Regions from separate parts of the Pan troglodytes genome. Here region 2 is linked to region 1. A link is a contact called in public Hi-C data. All regions are on one chromosome and are shown on one strand. The core of a region is the stretch at or near the end of the contact, and the rest is flanking DNA. Distances in the headings are between cores, read along the strand shown. Region 1 holds the start of ZIC1 (Zic family member 1). Region 2 overlaps LOC736130 (a long non-coding RNA gene).

Region 1 (3,277 bases), core at 528-3,027:
GACTTTTGAGCAAGCACAGCCCATGGAAAGGGCAGTCCCGCCGGCCAGCCCCAAGCGAGAATCTAGTTGGTGAGAAGACCAGAAAACCAGAAAGGCGAGGAGCGGAGGACGCTGACCCTGCCTTCCTCCAGCCCGTGCAGTCAGCGCTGGCGTCAGGGCAAAAAATATATTCATTTTCATTTTCCTCTCGCTGGGGCACGGTGAGTTTCCTAACCGGGCCGCCTATGAAAGGATGAGTTGAGGTTTCTTTGTTTGGAAAAAGAGTTTAGGGCTTTGATTCAGCTGCAAAGAAGCCAAATGAAGTTAGAAACAAAGGGTAAATTGAAGGATTCCGACTCTTGGCTTTTTGTGTTTTCCTTACTAGAAAATAATTAGACCTAATGAATATGCAGACGCTTCAGCTAAACCCTCGGCCAGGACTGCTGGGTTTTAAACAGAGCTGCGGAGAAATGCAACCTTCGTCCCCACAACCCCCCGCATCCGCGTGCATTTTTTGAAATGCATAAATGTTGCTCGGCTTAATTGATTGAGTCACAGGGATTTTTTTTTCCTGCTTTTAAGTACCATACTCCCCTACCTTTCAACAATCATTTTAATATATAGTCAATGGCTCTTTGTGGAAGGGACAAAAAGAAACTACGCGCAGTTGTTGAATAGACTTTGCGCTAGGCAAAGACAGGTTAATCGAGGGCCGCATCGCGAAAACAAGCGAGTGTTGTATGTTTGCACTGAATCCAAATGTCTGCATTTTCCTAACTAAATCAAAGGGAGTGTTATTTCTTTTTCTGCTCACTCATCTGAAGGTAAGTAAATTTTCTCTGGCGATCAAAAGCCTGGTCGGCAACAAAGACCGCGCCCGCTTTTTCCACCGTCCTGGTGTGGCGAGTTGCGGAATTTCAATAACTGTGACAAGGGTGACTGATTTGTGAACTAGAAAAGGTTTGAATGTCACAAAATTTACATTGGTCCTATCTATTGGGGATTTAAATACCAAAAAAGTATTCGGGGATCTCTAGGGAGCTTTGGGTAGCCCAAGGGAACAATAGCGCATTGGGAAATTTACAGTTTTACCTGAATGAAAGGGGCCCAAGTAGGGAACAGGAGTGAGGAGAGACAGGGTTAGCGGGGGCAGTCGAAGGAGACAACGGAAAGGCAGAAAACAGAAAAATAACGCAAGAGAGAGAAAAAGTAAAGGAAACTGGCAACAACGTTTCAAATTTGCCATTAAAAAATTCAAACCTCAATAACCTGGGAACTTAAGCGCTTTCATCCACCTGTGTGTGTAAGTGTGTGTGTGTGTGTGTATGTTTTCGGGGAGGGGGGTGCGGTGGTGCCGGAAGTCTGATTAGATAAAAGCGAGAAATACAGAGGCTACCGGTTACACTGAGAAATTACATTTTTTGTAAAGAGAGCATAGTGCCCGTGTGCTCCCAAGATCTTAAATTATAAACAGGAGGGGGACAAAGCAAGAGGGAAACAAACTTCAAAAGGAGCAAATAACAAAAGCCTCTTTTGCTGCCCTTGAAGGGAGGGGGGAAGGGGGAAGAAAGAAAAGAAAGTTGCTGAATCGGGACATTCTGGAAGTGCCTTTGCTGTGTTTACCAGCCCCATCCCCGCCTGCTGCACCCGGAGACGTCCGAAGTCTCTAATCGCTCAGCGAAGAGTTGTTTTCGGGAAGGGCAGCGCCGGGGTGCGGGAGGGCAAGGGAGGAAGAGGAATGCATATGACTGTGAGAAGGAAAAGTAATCGTGGCAAAAAAAAAAAAAAAAAAAAGAAAGAAAGAAAAGAAAAAAGAAAAAAAAATTCCGTGAGAAGAGGGAAAAAATTTGGCTAAAAAAAAAGTTGCTACTTCTGGCAGCCCTGGTTTGTCAAAAGGGGATGTCAAGCGCTTTACAATACCTGGGATTGATGAGGCGGGCGGGCCAATGAGCTGCGCGCGGCGCCTCGGCGCGCCCTCCGTTGGCGCGGCGGCTGAGGGCGGGGGGAATGCGGACGCACCAATGGGCGCCAGCGTCGGCAGCACGTGACACCTCCCCCCTGCTCCCATTCATCAAGGGGGGGACGGTGTCGTCCTTTCAATTCATTTATCTGCAGGAATGATTGCTGCTATCAGTCTCGCGCTCACCGCCCGGCTGAGGAGGTGAAAGTTTCTCCCCAGGAAGATAAACCGCAAAAGACAATATTGTGCATGATTTGCGCCTTTTCTTTGGCATTTTCTTTCTTTCTTCTCCCCCCACCCACTTTTTTTTTTTTTTTTTTTTTTTTTTTTTTTTTTGCAAAAAGCAGAGAGGGAAAAACGGAGAGTGAAGGAGCGAGGAGGCGAGCGTGAGAGAAAGGAGAGAGAGAGAAAAGAAAGGGCGAGGGGCTAGTGGAGAAGTAAGGAGGGGCGCGCTGCGCGAGGCGGAGAGAGGGCGAAGCAGTCGCGGCACTGGCGCTCACATTCCTCTATGCTACAAATCCAGGAGGAAGTTTTTTTGGGGGGGCTGAGATGCTCCATGCCTTTCCCCGGGCAGCCTTGACGCGCGGCCCTCTCGGCAGAGACTGAGCGGCGAGAAAGTGCGAGCCGGGCCGGCAGAATCTGCCTGGCGGGCGCTGGAGCCTGCGTTACTCGCGGCCCGCAGCCGTCCGGCTACTTTGCGTTTGGCCCGGCCAGCGCCCGGGCGCGCCGCGCCATTGCCTGCAGGCTAGGACTTCGCGAGGTGGGTCGACTCCCCCTCCCTCCTCCTCTTCTTCCTCCTCTTCCTCCTCCTCTTGTTCCTCCTCCTCCTCCCGATTTTCCCTCCTCGGCTGGCGAGGGTGGGGGGGGCGGGGGAGGCCGGGGCTCGCCCCGAGCAGCCACGATGCTCCTGGACGCCGGCCCCCAGTACCCAGCGATCGGCGTGACCACCTTTGGCGCGTCCCGCCACCACTCCGCGGGCGACGTGGCCGAAAGAGACGTGGGCCTGGGCATCAACCCGTTCGCCGACGGCATGGGCGCCTTCAAGCTCAACCCCAGTTCGCACGAGCTGGCTTCGGCCGGCCAGACGGCCTTCACGTCGCAGGCGCCAGGCTACGCGGCTGCTGCGGCCCTGGGCCATCACCATCACCCGGGCCACGTCGGCTCCTATTCCAGCGCAGCCTTCAACTCCACGCGGGACTTTCTGTTCCGCAACCGGGGTTTTGGCGACGCGGCGGCGGCAGCCAGCGCACAGCACAGCCTCTTTGCTGCATCGGCCGGGGGCTTCGGGGGCCCACACGGCCACACGGACGCCGCGGGCCACCTCCTCTTCCCCGGGCT
Region 2 (3,053 bases), core at 80-2,579, 540 kb after region 1:
GTATAAATAAAGCACTTGCACAATTAAAATAGGGCTTTATTTTTATTTATTATTATTTTTTTGAGACAGAGTCTCGCTCTTATTGCCCAGGCTGGAGTGCAATGGCACGATCTTTGCTCACTGCAACCTCCGCCTTCCGGGTTCAAGCGATTCTCCTGTCTCAGCCTGCCAAGTAGCTGAGATTACAGGCATGTGCCACCATGCCTGGCTAATTTTTCTATTTTCAGTAGAAATGGGGTTTCCCCATGTTGGCCAGGCTGGTCTCGAACTCCTGACCTCAAGTGATCCACCCTCCTCAGCCTCCCAAAGTGCTGGGATTACAGGCGTAAGCCACCGCGCCCGGCGGGAGGTTTTATTTTTAAAGGTGTTAGAATGATTGGTTTTTAATCAGAGACTTGTCACGAAGTTGGCCAAAATGTTAATCGAAACTTTTTTTTTAGGCATCAAAATCTGGTGCTTTAGGCAGGCACAGTGGCTCACGCCTGTAATCCCAGCACTTTTGGAGGCCAAGGTGGGCAGCTGCTCAGGAAGCTAAGGCAGGAGAATCACTTGAACCTAGGAGGCAGAGGTTGCAGTGAACCGCCACTGCACTCCAGCCTAGCGACAGAGCTAGACTCTGTCTCAAAAAAAAAAAGTAAAAATCCATTTTTTTTTTATGTTCAAATATTCAGACGAATGACAAAACAGTTTATCCAGTGATTTGGCAAATAGTGTTTCAACCAAAGTTTACAATCATCGCAGCTCCTCATGTTCAAAGTAGAAGGTTCTGAGAATCCAGATCTGGTAAGGGTGTCTGCGACATAGGAAGCAAGGCACCTAGGAACCTGAGCGGAAAAATAATGCTGAGGGGACCAAATTCTCTCACTATCACTGGCAGAACAAACCTGGTGGAGAGCAAAACATGTTTGTCCTCCTATTTTACAGAGCTGATCTTTCCTTTCTTTCTTTCTCTTTCTTTCTTTCTTTCTTTCCTTCCTTCCTTCCTTCCTTTCTTTCTTTCTTTCTTTTTCTTTCTTTCCTTCCTTCCTTTCTTTCTTATTTCTCTTTTTCGCTCTTAAAAATAGACACATCATATAAATATACATAAAACCAGTAGTTACAAAGAAAACTTTTGGTACTATGGAGTATAACGGCAGCCTGTTGGAGGAATGGTAAAAAGATAAACGTGCCTGTACCATCCCCCCAGTCGCTGCTGGTTGCAGTAGATGAGTCTGTGTCTCCCCACAGCACTATGCTCGCAGCTCACTCTCCTCCTCCAGTCTATTCTTGGCTGTGGATTCCCCTGTGCTCTTTGTGCACTTTAAGTTTAATTTTGCATTTAAAAACTCAATTGGCTCATCTGTTAAGCATTAAGCAGCTCCCTTTTGAGCCACAGGGGGAGCCCTGGGAAAACCCACAGCTGCTGGAACATGGAAAATGGGTTTAAAAAAACAAAACCATTTTGAAACTTTAAAGCATTTTAGCAGCCGTGGATTTCCCAATCCTTACCCCCCAAATGGTTCATCTGTTTAACTTTTATCTGGTATTGGAAAACGCAAACCAGAGCATTAAATAGCCCTCAAATGACTTTTTGTTTAATACAAAATGAAAGTAAAAGCTAAGCAAGCCATGTGGGAAGATCTTTGAGAGAGCTATAGCCTGGAATACCTGCAAGCATATTCTCTCTCTAGTTACAGAAACAATTCTGAAATCTAGTCATGCTTGCTAGAAGCACAACCTTTCCCCTCTTCACTTACTCTCCCTCCCTTCCCCTTAAAACGAGGGAGAAAACCAGTCCAAACAAGTTCAAATCCCAGTTTATAAAATGACAATAAAAACAATGAAAAAGTTAACAGGCAGGGGATATTAATCAAATGCTCACTCAAGGTTTTAAGTATCAAAATAATTTGTCATTGATTAAAAACTCATGTTTGATTACAGTTAGATAGGCTCTAGAAAACCTAAATTATTATTTTTTTCCATGTTTCCCAAATATTCCTCTAACTAGCCTGAAGCCTCTCTGTGGTAGGGCCCTCAGTCTCATTTTTAGATACCAATTCCTTTGAATAATGGTAAGACACTTCTATTGAAATAAAAAATATCCTTTGGAAGGGTGACAACTGTAAGCCTGTTGTTTACTATTAATATCAATAGAGGCACAAGTCCCACATGGTAAAACAAATTACCCTAACACCTAGTAAATAGAGCAGCTGCAAAAGAGATATTTGAATTTTAGGATCCTGCCCAAGGTAATTTCTTTGGCCTTGGTGGAGTTTACAACGGTGGCGTTTACAATGAGAAGCTCGGTGTAGCAAAGGGATAGAGGCACTAGAACATGGAAGTGAAGAAAAGACCTAACACGTACTGAGTCTCTACTAAGAGCTATACTGGATGAAGACATCAAAGAGAAACCTATGTGACTGAAGAGGGAGTTGAAAAGACACAAAATAAATTCTTAACTTCTTTGCATGGTTTTGCCCTGATGAGACTCACTGGATTCTCATATACAATTTAAATTATTTTTAATGCACAGGCACTATAATAGTCCAAATCACATGAATAACCGAAGTCCAAAATATGATTTATCCAATATCATTCATTGTACTGGTCAATGTCAGATTCAGGAGTAAAATTAAAATTCTTGACTCCAGTCAAAGCTTCTTTTTTTTTTTTGAAATGGAGTCCCGCTCTGTCGCCCAGGCTGGAGTGCCGTGGCGCTATCTCGGCTCACTGCAAGCTCCGCCTTCCGGATTCACGCCATTCTCCTGCCTCAGCTTCCGGAGTAGCTGGGACTACAGGCGCCCCCCACCACGCCTGGCTAATTTTTTTGTATTTTTAGTAGAGACGGGGTTTCACCGTGTCAGCCAGGATGGTCTAGATCGCCTGACCTTTTGTTCCACTCGCCTTGGCCTCCCAAAGTGCTGGGGTTACAGGCGTGAGCCCCTGCGCCCGGCCCCAACTCCAGTCAAATTTTAATCTTGGGATACCTTCTTTGAAATGGCAGATGTTGATTGGGGTGGGAGATAGAATGGTTAGTTTGTGAAGAACACATTCATGAAAAGTTTTGCACTATG

The links. A called contact is a pair of places that touch in the nucleus more often than the background predicts.
Region 2: a Hi-C map of stem cell-derived neural progenitor cells shows a contact between it and region 1, with 3 times the contacts expected there. The contact joins the enhancer-like site here to the promoter of ZIC1 in region 1. A contact is called at or near these places in 1 of 7 Hi-C or Micro-C datasets (stem cell-derived neural progenitor cells) and 1 of 1 datasets of contacts at active chromatin or transcription factors (stem cell-derived excitatory neurons).

Annotation. Positions count from the first base shown.
Region 1 is chr2:150,598,011-150,601,287 of NHGRI_mPanTro3-v2.0_pri, forward strand. It overlaps ZIC1 (Zic family member 1), which reads left to right and starts at 1,778. Exons shown (of 3, transcript XM_516806.8): 1 at 1,778-3,277. The coding sequence starts at 2,841.
Region 2 is chr2:151,136,107-151,139,159 of NHGRI_mPanTro3-v2.0_pri, forward strand. The region is part of intron 1 of LOC736130 (a long non-coding RNA gene); the gene reads left to right. Among named protein-coding and RNA genes, the nearest start is that of ZIC1, 540 kb to the left of the region's middle. Within about 2 kb of position 1,330, at least 12 of the 24 cell types and tissues checked have an H3K27ac peak or open chromatin away from gene starts, as enhancers often do. A contact at or near this core is called in stem cell-derived neural progenitor cells, where this site is marked.